Regions from separate parts of the Mus musculus genome. Here region 2 is linked to region 1. A link is a contact called in public Hi-C data. All regions are on one chromosome and are shown on one strand. Each heading gives the region's core, a stretch centred on a gene start, on an enhancer-like site or on the middle of the called end of the contact. The rest is flanking DNA. Distances are from core to core; before and after follow the strand shown. Region 1 holds the start of 1700034J05Rik (RIKEN cDNA 1700034J05 gene). Region 2 overlaps Ppfibp1 (PTPRF interacting protein, binding protein 1 (liprin beta 1)).

Region 1 (5,863 bases), core at 1,065-3,564:
AGATTGGAAACTCCCACTGTGTACTCCAGGTATTGATTTCCTCAGCTGTGAGGTGGAAGAGAGGACACATACCTCTTAGGAATTTTTGAACAAGAGGCTTCAAAGGTTTAAAACTCTGGGGCTGTCAGGTGAACTCATTCCTGTGTCATTCTTGGGGTTGGATTCTGTTGCTTCTGAGAGAATGTATATTTCTCACTGCTTTCTGGTGCCAGGTGTTGGTAGCCTGGCTAGGGCGCTGTCTCCTCCATCGGGAGAAGATTTGTGTCCGCAGCCATTGGAAGACCCACCGAAAGTTCATACAGAATATGTTGTGTGAGCGGGAAGCACCCTCTGGCTGAGGGGATGACACGGAGGAGGTTTCCAAGGAGCTCTCAGATGCCTGTCTTATCTCCTGCTGAGAAAACAGGATGAGTTAGATGCATGTAGTGTCAAAATCAGTGGGCCTGCTGTCTACTCCTTTATAGAACCCAAGCCCATTTGCCCAAATAGCCCAAATATAGCAAAGTTTCGAGACAAACTGACTAGAACACACACTTCCATTTTTATGTGGTTGTGGTTGAGGGTTGCTGTGCCTACCCCTCTTCCCTCCCTCTGTGCTCTGTAGTATCTTTCCTACAGTGCCCCATCTCCTCTCCTTACTGTTATCTTCCCCCCTGTCCTAGTCTCCTGGGGCCCACCTTGCCTCACAGCAGGTAGTGAGAGTGAGGCTCCACTGTCCAACCTTGTCTTCCCCAGTCCTGCCCCTTGCTCTCCTGGGAGGCATGCATCTCTGTGCTCACCACAACTTCGTCTTTCAGTAACCTTGGAGGATCCTCTAGCACCTGACAGATATCTTCATTTTCCAGGGATCTTTGCTTGGACAAGTCTTGACAAACATCACGTTCTTTAGGACTGACCTGAGCAGTATGTGGAGGGGTAGTGCTGTTGAGGTGGACATCTTCCTTCTGAGTAGATTCAGGGAGCACACAGCCGTCATGCTGGCCACCTTTTTCTTTTCCTAGAAATGTCTCAAGTTTCTGTACTAGGTTATACAGTTTGCAGGGAGTCAGTTTTGTCTTGTCTTCTGGCCACTTATCCATCCACTGGCTATGGGCATTTAGATCCAGATTAGCAAGAGAGTCTGCATGGTTAGAGTCCACATCGATATCCCAGGCCAGTGTGATGCTTAGCTTGCTGAACTGCTCTGGGTCATGCTCCACCTGATCTCGTTTCCTGAAGAGTCTCCTTAAACTCTCTGTCCTCCAGGTGCTTTGGACAGGAGGGAGGAAATGGACCAAAGAATCCACAGAGGCTGTCTCCTCACGGGAGACCAGGTCCTCATAGGAAAAGGTGTTCTCAGAGGGGTAGTAGCCCACCGAGGCGCTCTGGTTGGACTTGCATTCATAAATAGAATCCTCTGTGCTACTGTAGTCACTGCTGGAGGGTGAGGTTGTCATGGTGCTGAGAGTGTCCAATCTCAAGTTTTCCTTGATTCTGGAAACTTCAGAAGAAAAAAATTAGTAAATGATATTATGGGGGGAAGTTATATGACCCATTCCTTTTTCTTATTGAAACTATTCCTTCCACTCTGTATAGTCCACCCTTTTGTACTTTCTGCCTCTGTAAAGACAAAAACACTCTGGCATCTCTTCTTTGTGCCTCTTATTTGTTTGACAGTAGCTGAGAGAGCTTATAAACAAAAAGGAGAATTTGAAAATGACAGGGAAGTGTGACTAGAGTCAAGTATGTTTTCAGTCCACTCTTCTGAGGTCAAGGTAACTAATTTCTTAGTATATATGTATATCTGTGCGCATATGTACATATACACACATATCCAAATACATGTGGTTCTCACATCAATAGAAACTTATTATCAAGTTTATAATAACCTATGGCTATTCTAATATTCTTAACTACTTTCTTATTAAATAGCCTTAGGTGTCACCTACTGATACTCAATAACTTGGCTGATTAATGATCACTAGGTTACTTAAGACCATACCATGATCCATGGAGTTAGTGGACCAAAGATCATAAATATATAGACATAATAATTGATACCAGAATGCTTTCCAGAAAGGTGACTGTCATTTGAGCACCCATCTTCCCACCATCTGATGGCATGTTTATTCTGCATTTTCCATAATCTCCCTGTAAGCAAACCTGGAAGACCACACACTCACACTCACACACATGCTCATGCCTTTGTCATGCCCTGATCTGAGGGCTGCCCAGATGAGACAGGCGCTTCCAGCAGTGGAGACAAAGTGATGGAGTCAGAAACCCTTCAGAGCCCATGTCTCAGTGATGTAAAGCCCAACTGCTTCTGAGAAGTTTGTGTTCCAAGACTGTTGGTTACCATGGCAACAAAGGAACCAAGTTATGGTCAGAATTATGTAAAGGGACAGGATCTGTCCCTTCAGTTTCAGAGTATTCTGAGCACATACAATAGTAGGCTGCACTCTCTTCATTAGAATCAGTCAGTTCCATGAGATCTTTCTCACATTTTCCCTCATTTCCATCCCCCAAGATTTCCATCCCCCAAGATTGCACATTAGTCTGCTACATGTCATACTTAGGTTTCCACTGCCATGCTAGGTCTGTAGATTACAGGGGGCAGATCTTGGAACTTCTCAGCAATTCTTTGTAACTAGTCTCTTTTTATACATTAAAATTTCCTGTTGTTTCTGTGTCTCTAGAGAATGCAGGCTACCTACTTATTTTGCTGCTTTTGAAATTAATGAATGATGACCATATAGTATATATCTGTAATCTAGCTCTTGGGAGACCAAAGCAAGAAGATTGAATGTAGCTCAGGCTGGTATCCTCTTGTCTTAGTTTATATCAGAAATACCTCATACACACACACACACACACACACACACCGGACAGTTGAGTGCCTAACAAGTTTCAGACCCTATGTTCTGCCACTTGTAGCAGGAATTAATTAACTAACTAATTAATGATTTCATGTATGTGTGTCTGTGTATGTACACCACATAGATGCCAGAGCCTTGGGTCCTCTGTAACTAGAGTTACAGATGGTTGTGAGTCTCCTGATGTGGATGCTGGGAACCTAACCTGACTATGGGGGTCATAGTAAAGGAACCCAGTCTAGCAAGGGAGCCATGGTAGAAACCATCCCCCCTGAGTACATTCAAAAGACCCAGTGGGAATCCTTTGGCTAGGAGGGTGAGGTGAGTGCCACTTGCTGTGTTTAGAAACTGTGGACACTGTTGATGGCCAACAGTTCTCCCTTTGGCTACATTATAATTTGGGTGCAATGGTTTTACCAAAAGACAAAAAAAAAAAGTTTGAAGGGATGATAGGATGTAGGCTTCCCAAGAAACAAGCTGAGGTCTTCTTAGGAGACTAATAGCAAAATGCTTAAAATTCAGACATTCAGATGATTCTTGTTCTTCTAGTCCTCAGGGCACTGTGAAGGAAAAGGTGGAGATGGGTGAGAAGAGAGGGGAGGGCAGACATGCTCAAAGTTGACTGCTGAGAAGGAACCTAACCTAGAGGCAGAGCCAAGTTAACCTAATAGAAAGTGGGGCTCGGGGCTGTGGGTGTGGCTCAGTGGTAGAGCTCTTGACTAGCCTATGGGAGACTCTCTGCAGTCTCCTGTACCATAGAAATACAGTGGCAGAAAGTCTACCTAGAGTGTTTATTGTGTTTTGGAAAATCAGACAGATGGTAAAAAGAATCTAGAGTAAGTGAAGATGACTATGAATAGCAGCAGGCAGAATGAATGCCTGTTATAAATAATAATTCTTTTCAGATTAGTTGGAAGGGGCCTGGAAGAAAGCAGACAGGGAGCAGACGGGGCTGGGATGAGTCGGACAGGATGCAGTTGACTGGCTCTGCCTGTCTCTGGCTGTTATCATCGGGCATCACAGAGTCCTCCCTCACAGGCCGGCTAGCGGGCCAGAACACCCTTCTCCTGCTCTCCTCCCACATCGGCTGGCTCAGTGCTGTGCGTGTCTACTCAGCCTGTGAGCACAGATAAAGCTTTCTCTCCACTTCCTGAGGCTAAGTTAAGCTCTCGGAGGTTCCCCACCTCTGGCTCAGATCTACCGCAGCATGTGTGAATAGATGCTGTTGTGTGTGTGCACAATGGCCTCCATTCATTTGAGGACCACTGTGCACGTCCCTCGGAAGACAACTTATTGCCCCAAGTGCATTCGAGGCCAGTTAATGAAAATGATATTGATTAACAAATACTATTATAGATGAGTCTTTTCAAACTCTTGTGAAGTTAAAAACGAATGTTAAAAATTATTTTTAAAACCTCTACAAAATGTTTAAGAAAAATTACAAGGTTCAGGGTAGATATTTTAATGGAAGTATTTTAAAACCTCTTAGAATCAAATGTTTCAGGTATACAAGGTAATTGGTAGTTGCCTGGAACTGGGAATAGGATGTGGTATTCCCTGCAAATTGCCAAGTCAAAACCATCTGCAAGTAAAAGGCAATTTGAGGCACAAGTGAGATCATTAACTTTTAATTTTCTAGTAGTTCCAAAAAAGAGGAAAGACTCAGGTAAAATTATTTTTGTTGTACTTCAGGTAATTCATATAAAATATTGTAATTTCACATAAAATAAATGTAAAAGATTTAGTTCTTTGCGTTTTCTCAGCCAAATTTTTGATGAGACCATACATGGTTTGGGGCCTGTGCAGTTCTAAGCCCCATGCTAGTAACCATTCATAGTGCCTCTGTTGAGCAACAGGGCTCAACAGCCTTAATCATGGTTACATGGCTGCATGCATTGTCAGAGTTTATTGGACTGTACACCTAAAAAGGACAACGTTTGCTGCATATAGATTGTATTTTAATTAAAAATATTCTTGCAAACCTGCACAAACAAATGTATGTTCCTTCTGTGAACATTTATTTAAGCTATTTTCTTAAATTAGTCCTGGAAATGGGGTTTTGCAAGTCAGTTGTCAAATTCAGAGAAGGATAAGTTAGCACAAGCTAGTGATTTTCATAAACCTCAGGAATATGTGTGGGTGAGTGAAAGTGAGTACACACTTCCTCATCTGTCTCTTTCATCCATAGTTTTTGTGCATCTTAATTTAGAAAGGACTAGAGGAAATTTAACTAAACAGCACAGTTCGTAGGAAAAGGATTGGCATATGTTTGGCAAGATGAAGACAGGCATGGGTTGCTTCAAGAAAACTCAGTGATATTTTTTGTAAAGAGCTTGTCATTTTTATTTTTGTTTTACAGCCATTTCTTTATTCCAGCAGCATTAAAACTCACTTAATTCTGACTTTTTCTGCTCTTATTATATATTTTTGGGGTGATTATTTTGACTGCCTGCCTGCTGGTACGTGGGGGTGGAGAAACATGGAGCTCATAGGCATGGCACACTTGATTAAGAGTAAGTTTAATTCTCATCGTTAAAGCTGGGATGGTTTGGAGGTGGAACGTGTTACACTACTTACAGGTAACATCCACAATTTGATCGATATCTGCATGTCCTCCTTTATGTTTTGAAATCCCATGCTTCCATTTTGCTAAAGCTTGAAGAAACTGACAGTTTCCAAATGACTTAAGTAAAGGAAAGTAGACAGAAAATACCTTCAATATGGTCTCACAGTATCTGGGCTGAGCTTTGTAAAGTTCAGTAGCCCTGGAGTTTAATTCCATAAATTTGAACCAGGCAAAACTCTGTCTGATAAGAAAATTAGCCCAGAGTCTTCACAGGTAAATCTAGGGTGAACACAAAGTGTGAGGTGGGTGTTTCACGTTTCACAGGAAATGTTTAAGAAGTGAGCCACAAGCTAGAGCAAAAATTACCCCTTTGTTTTAGTTGACCTCAGGGTTCTTATAAACCCAGAAGCAGTTGATTTGACCCATGGTTAATTATCAAGAT
Region 2 (5,863 bases), core at 2,259-4,758, 39 kb after region 1:
TATAAACCAATAAAAATGTAAGAAGTTAGTGAAGCCAAGATGGAAAATAATTGCAAAGCTAGCAAGCAGGCCTAGCTTGTCAGTACCACCAGGAAAAATCACTCTGGATTGAGTGTTTAAGCTCTGGTGGGGAGACAGAAAGGCTTCTGAAGGCTTTCCAGGCAGGAGCCTTTATCTTACGATTTCATCTTGTGACTTGTAGAGCTAAGTGGACGGGAAGAAGCCTGGCAGACGCTGTCCATGTGTCTGCTCCATAAACAGGCATTGGCAGCCTGGTGTGGAACCTGGGGATGGAGTGGTAGGAACAGGAGGGCATCACAGGTCATAATCACTGTTCCACACCCCAAATTAGTGACAGGGATCATTCAGGGACAAATAGAGTACTGTCCTCTACTAGGTACCCAGAACTTCGTTTTCCCTAGGGCTATGTCTATGGCTACTGGAACATTCCAGCAGCTGCTGCTTTTTAGAGTCTGTGCTGGTTAGCTTTCTGTGATCTTGACACAATACAGAGTAATTTGGGAAGAAAAGGTCCCCATCATCATATTAACGTGTACACAAGCCTATGGGATGTATTCTTAATTAATGATTATGTGGAAGGTCCAGCCCACTGGGATGGGAGCATTTCTGGGCAGGCAGTCTTGGGTTGTATAAGAAGGTGGCTTAGCAGGGCCATGAGGAGCAAGCCAGTAAGCAGTGCTCCTCTAAGGCCTCTGCTTCAGTTCTTGCTCTGACTTCCCTTCATGGTGGACTATAAGGTAAAATAAACCCTTTCCCTCTCAAGTTGTTTTTGGTCAGTAGTCACCACAGTGGTACATTTAGAACCAAGACAGGGTACTTGTTTTCTGTTTACTCAGAAATGGGGTAAGTCTAGTGAGTTGTGTTTAGGTGCCTGTAATGCTTATTTTGAAGTCAGTTAATTCTTACATTTTCCATCCATGCCTGCTGTGCTAAATTTAATCCAGGCCCCTTGAGTTTAAAATATCAGTTTTACTGATTGATAACATATCAATCCTAAGAGAGAGTTGACCTTACTTATGTTACTTTCTCATTCAGACAAATGGACATCTACCTGGGAATGGAGATGTGTATCAAGAAAGGTTGGCACGTCTAGAAAACGACAAGGAATCCCTCGTTCTTCAGGCAAGTGGTACTTGAGGCCATTCCTTTCTCAGGACATGTGTCCTTGCAACTTTGAATCACATATATGTGCAACACCTGTATTAAGCACCTGTAGTAAACATGTCATCTAAGCAATATAACAACTGCTTATGTGCATTTACATTGTACTGGAAAACCTGTGGCTGAGAGTATAAGGAAGATGTGTGAGCTGTATGTGAACATACTGCTGTTCCATGAAGGGACTTGAGCATGCACACTGATATCTGCAGGGATTCTCGAACCAGCCACAGACAGATGCCAAGGGAAGACTGTACTTTCACAGACTACTGAAAATGAAACAATTTGTACAGCAGCCCAGCCAGCCACTGAAGGAAACAGCCAGTGCAGAAGAAGGCAGCTGTGGTGTCAGTGACTGTAATCCCAGGACTTAGAAGGCTGGGGCAGGAGATTTGCCATGAATTTGAGACCAACCTGGGATATAACCCCAGATCCTATCTTTTTTTTTTTTAAAGATTTATTTATTTATTAATTATATGTAAGTACACTGTAGCTGTCTTCAGACACTCCAGAAGAGGGAGTCAGATCTCGTTACAGATGGTTGGGAGCCACCATGTGGTTGCTGGGATTTGAACTCCAGACCTTCGGAAGAGCAGTCGGGTGCTCTTACCCACTGAGCCATCTCACCAGCCCTCTCAGGTCCTATCTTACAAACAAGAAGGGGGTGCTAGGTCAGCTCTCTGTACCTGGAGTGCGCAGGGCTGGCTGTGGCCAGCTTTGTCACCCAGTTCTCAGGAGCAGGTCAGACTTGAGATGATTTTGCCACTTGAGATGATTTTGTATGTCCCCTGCTGTCAGATCTGATTTTATATACATTTCAACTGGAAATCCAGATCTGTGAATTCCCGTAGTATAAAAATCTCTTGTCTGAATATATATTAACTTTCCATCTTTTAAAATGACACACAAACCGTACAGAGTAGCCGAGTGGAGCCTGCTGTTGGGGAGTACTATGCGGTACTTGCTTTTGCTTGCTTCCTCATGGTGTTCCTAAGTACAGAGAAAATGCCTTTATCTTTATGTTTCGAACGATGTGGATCAAAGAGTATTTATTCAGCTGGTATCCCAGGGGGAAGACTTGTAGATCTGCATGGAACCCTGGGGATGAGGGATGGGCTTCACTGTTTGTTTCCTGGGCATGTGGTGCAGTACCCTGGCTTTTTCCTTTTCCTCTTTGGTGTTGGGACCTGAACTCATGCTAAGTGCACCACAGCACTCTTCCTTTGCCCTTGCTTTGAACGCACTTGTGACCATGTTCATCTTGGAAGAGCTTGTAGAATTTGAGGTCTTTATTCACCTTTGCTCCTTTTTATTATTGATCCGTGAAATCTGCGTGGTCCTTTGTGCCTGTTTCCTCACTTCCTCTGTGGCTCCCGACTAGTAGTCTCTTACCATCGCCTTCAACATCAGATTTTCCTAATGACAACTGAAATGGTTTTAATGCGTAAAGAAACTGCAAATCTCTCATCAGCACCATGTTTCTCCTAAATTGAATAGGAATCCTTGGATCATAAGGCAGCATAGGGCTGCAGAGGCTGCCCGGTGGTAGAGAGCCTGCCTATCCTAGCATGCACAAGTCTTGGGCTTGATCCACACAAAGCGAAATATAAATAGCAAAGGGTAGGACCACTGTCCTCTTGTTAAGTTTGTGATGTTTTAAACCACCGTGAGTGATGGATCTTAGTCCTCATTCCAGTTAGAGAATGAGCCATGCTTTGGGGCCCAGAGCCTTTCAAACTCATAGCCTCTTGCTTTGATTTAATAGGTAAGTGTGTTGACAGACCAGGTGGAGGCTCAGGGAGAGAAGATTCGGGATTTGGAGTTCTGTCTTGAAGAGCACAGAGAGAAGCTGAATGCCACTGAAGAAATGCTGCAGCAGGTATGGGCCAAAGCTGGTGGGGGAGGGGATGCTGGATTGTGTTATCTGAGGTGCAACATTCCTGTCTTGTCTCAGCAGCAGTAAATTCCAGAATCCCTAGACTGTTTTGTTTGAAGTCTAGAGTAGCAGAGTCTAAAACCACAGAGACACACAACACTGTGCAGTTATGAGAGAACACAATATTACAGGAATTATAAGTTGATCTTTTGCGCTCATATTATTTCTAACTCTCAACCGTGAGATGAAAAATCACCATATGTGGCTTGTTAAGGCAAAACCTCATATATATATATGCGTCCCAGTGCGTACATGGGGCTTGTGGATGAAAAGCCTGTGATGCCGCAGAGACTGTATTTGGATGCAGAGTTGCTGCTGTTGAACATCAGTCTGTGCTATTGCCTGCCTTGACAGGCTCCGGACCTCCCTGTCCTCGTGATCTAGGCTTCCATGTTTCTAGAAACCCTGATAAATGAGGCTGATAAGCTCTTCTTCCTCAGGAGACTTTTGCAGGGACTGAACTCATGAGCATGTCTCCCAGTTCCTGATATAGCAGGCACCATGCACAGCACCATCAGTGCTGTCGTTGGGCTCAGGAGTCTGCCAGATGCGTCTCCCCGACACCCTGATGACACGTTGTAGTTCTGTTCAGAAGAGGTCACTAGATTAAGTGATCCTCAGCCGTGTGGTGTGTGGCAGTACTTCACCCACAGGCTACACTTAACCGTTGCCGCTCTGCCGTCACGACAGAAATGTGTAATGTAAAACTTGTGAACATCTGGAATCCTAACAGGAGCTTCTGAGTAGGACCTCCTTAGAGACACAGAAGCTGGAGCTGATGGCTGAGATCTCTAACTTGAAGTTAAAACTGACGGCCGTAGAGAAGGACAGGCTGGATTATGAAGATCGGTTCAGAGACACAGAGGTAAGTAGCGCATGCTCGCATGCTCGCATGCTCGTTCTGTCTCTTCCCTCCCTCCTCAGCCCTCACTGTGCTCCTTAGGGCAAGAGCACTGCTCAGTCTCTTCATCAGACTGATTAAGGCTTTTAACCCCCTTTGATGTTTGAGACATGGTTTCCCTGTGTAGCCTGGCTGTCCTGGAACTCACATTGTAGACTAGGCTGGCCTCGAACTCAGAAATCCACCTGCCTCTGCCTCCCGAGTGCTGGGATAAAGGCTTTTGCCACCACCATCTGGCTTTATTTTCCTGTAAGAGTCTGTTTAGACTTTTCCCTTTTCCTTACCCTCTCATCCCTAATAGAACAGTTGCTGTTGAACCTTCGTAGTAGCTGGGGCTGCAGGAGGATTGTTTCAGTGGTGGTGGGAGGAGGCTGTAGGGATGGGAACTAGGAGGCTGGATGGCGGATAGGAAGGGAGTTGAGGAGGCTGTCCACACTGTAGGAGGCGGAGTCTTACTTACCTGGTGCACTGTGCTTAGTTTAATCTGGTTATGAGGCTGGTTGTGAGGTTTTGCAGCAGGTGTTTGTCACGCCTTGTTTCTCCCTACTTCTGTCTTCTCCTGTGTTCTCATCCAGGGACCCTGAGAACCTCTAGAAAACACAATCCTTGATCATATCCTATGAAATAGTTTACACTGCTGATATAAGGGTGTACACATATTCACAGGATACATTACAGTATATTTGGTAATTTTACATTTATATTTAAAATAATCAAAATAGCATTCAGACGTTGAAACAGAATAGAATATGTACATGTTCTGGCTTAATGTCCCCTTAAAAATAAAACTTTTAGCTAGCTATTCTGCAATCCTGAATCGCTTAACACTGCCATAATTTTGAGAGTTTGGATGTTGGTTTCCAGGAAAATGTTGAAGTAAGTGGGGAACATTTATAGGTGTTTCCAAAACCTAGTGCGTTAAAATCTTTAAACCTTGAAGATTTGCGCCCCCTTCTGGTGTAGGCACAGATGGCTAAAATGCAGAGCTCTGAGTAGCGCCTGAGCTGATAAGTGTAGTAGTTTAGATTACATTGGTTTTTAAAAAGATTTTCTTTCCTTTTCTCTTTTTGCATTAAAGAGGTAGTTCCATATTTTCCAGCCCGACTTGTCTTGGGCATATCAAGCTTCTCACAGGTTGGAACTTCAGATTCATATTTAATCCATTGCCACCAAAAACAATTGGATAGTTTGTCTTTAAAAAAAAATAGGAAAATGGCCCCACTATGTAATTTGGTTTTCTATAATTCTTCCTTCATCTTTGCAGTCAGCACTAAAGGAAGGGGTAATGTTTATAGCAGTCCCTGCCGGGGGTTCAAAGCTGCCTGTTAACAATAGCAAAGCCTGAAAGATCAAAGGAAGGAAGGCCACTCCTGGCTTCTATGCAGGCAAGATAAGCTAGCAAGAGAAACCAATTCTTTTTAAACTTGAATTCAAATTATTTAAACAACTTTCACAAGTACATTTTTAAAATGGCAGTAGAAATGGTATACAATTATATTCTGTTATAAAATCATTTAGGCTTTTAAAATTTTACATGTATAAAATTATGTTATTGTATTAGATATATGAATATACTATATATATATATATATATATATATATATATATTAATTAGACCCTCATCTACCTTCATGTTGAGATTGTTGGCTTAAAGAAACTTAAGTTTATATTTTTATAGACTAGGCAAAAATTATAGAAATCTTTAAATAACTATAATGCATCACAGAAAAGAATTTTAAGGTTAATGGAAGAGAAAATACTCTAGTTTATATGAAAAGGTGGGGTCCATAGTTAGTTTTAATATAGAAGCAGATGCTAAGTGGCTTTGTTGGTGTTAGACAGCCTTC

The links. Hi-C and Micro-C count contacts between places; a contact is called where the count stands out from the background.
Region 2: a contact with region 1 is called in a Hi-C map of the N1E-115 cell line, with 1.7 times the contacts expected there. The contact joins the enhancer-like site here to the promoter of 1700034J05Rik in region 1. A contact is called at or near these places in 3 of 484 Hi-C or Micro-C datasets (the N1E-115 cell line, nephron progenitors and uterus), 1 of 115 datasets of contacts at active chromatin or transcription factors (embryonic stem cells) and 3 of 9 other capture datasets (adipose tissue, liver and pancreatic islet).

The regions. Positions count from the first base shown.
Region 1 is chr6:146,952,107-146,957,969 of GRCm38.p6, forward strand. It overlaps 1700034J05Rik (RIKEN cDNA 1700034J05 gene), which reads right to left and starts at 2,315. Exons shown (of 3, transcript NM_001164236.1): 1 at 2,183-2,315; 2 at 780-1,480; 3 at 1-391. The coding sequence starts at 1,436. The coding sequence ends at 146. All of the region lies in intron 2 of Ppfibp1 (PTPRF interacting protein, binding protein 1 (liprin beta 1)), which reads left to right.
Region 2 is chr6:146,989,458-146,995,320 of GRCm38.p6, forward strand. Ppfibp1 (PTPRF interacting protein, binding protein 1 (liprin beta 1)) reads left to right here. Exons shown (of 31, transcript NM_001355728.1): 5 at 1,057-1,143; 6 at 2,945-3,058; 7 at 3,849-3,980. Among named protein-coding and RNA genes, the nearest start is that of 1700034J05Rik, 38 kb to the left of the region's middle. Within about 2 kb of position 3,509, at least 9 of the 459 cell types and tissues checked have an H3K27ac peak or open chromatin away from gene starts, as enhancers often do. A contact at or near this core is called in the N1E-115 cell line, where this site is marked.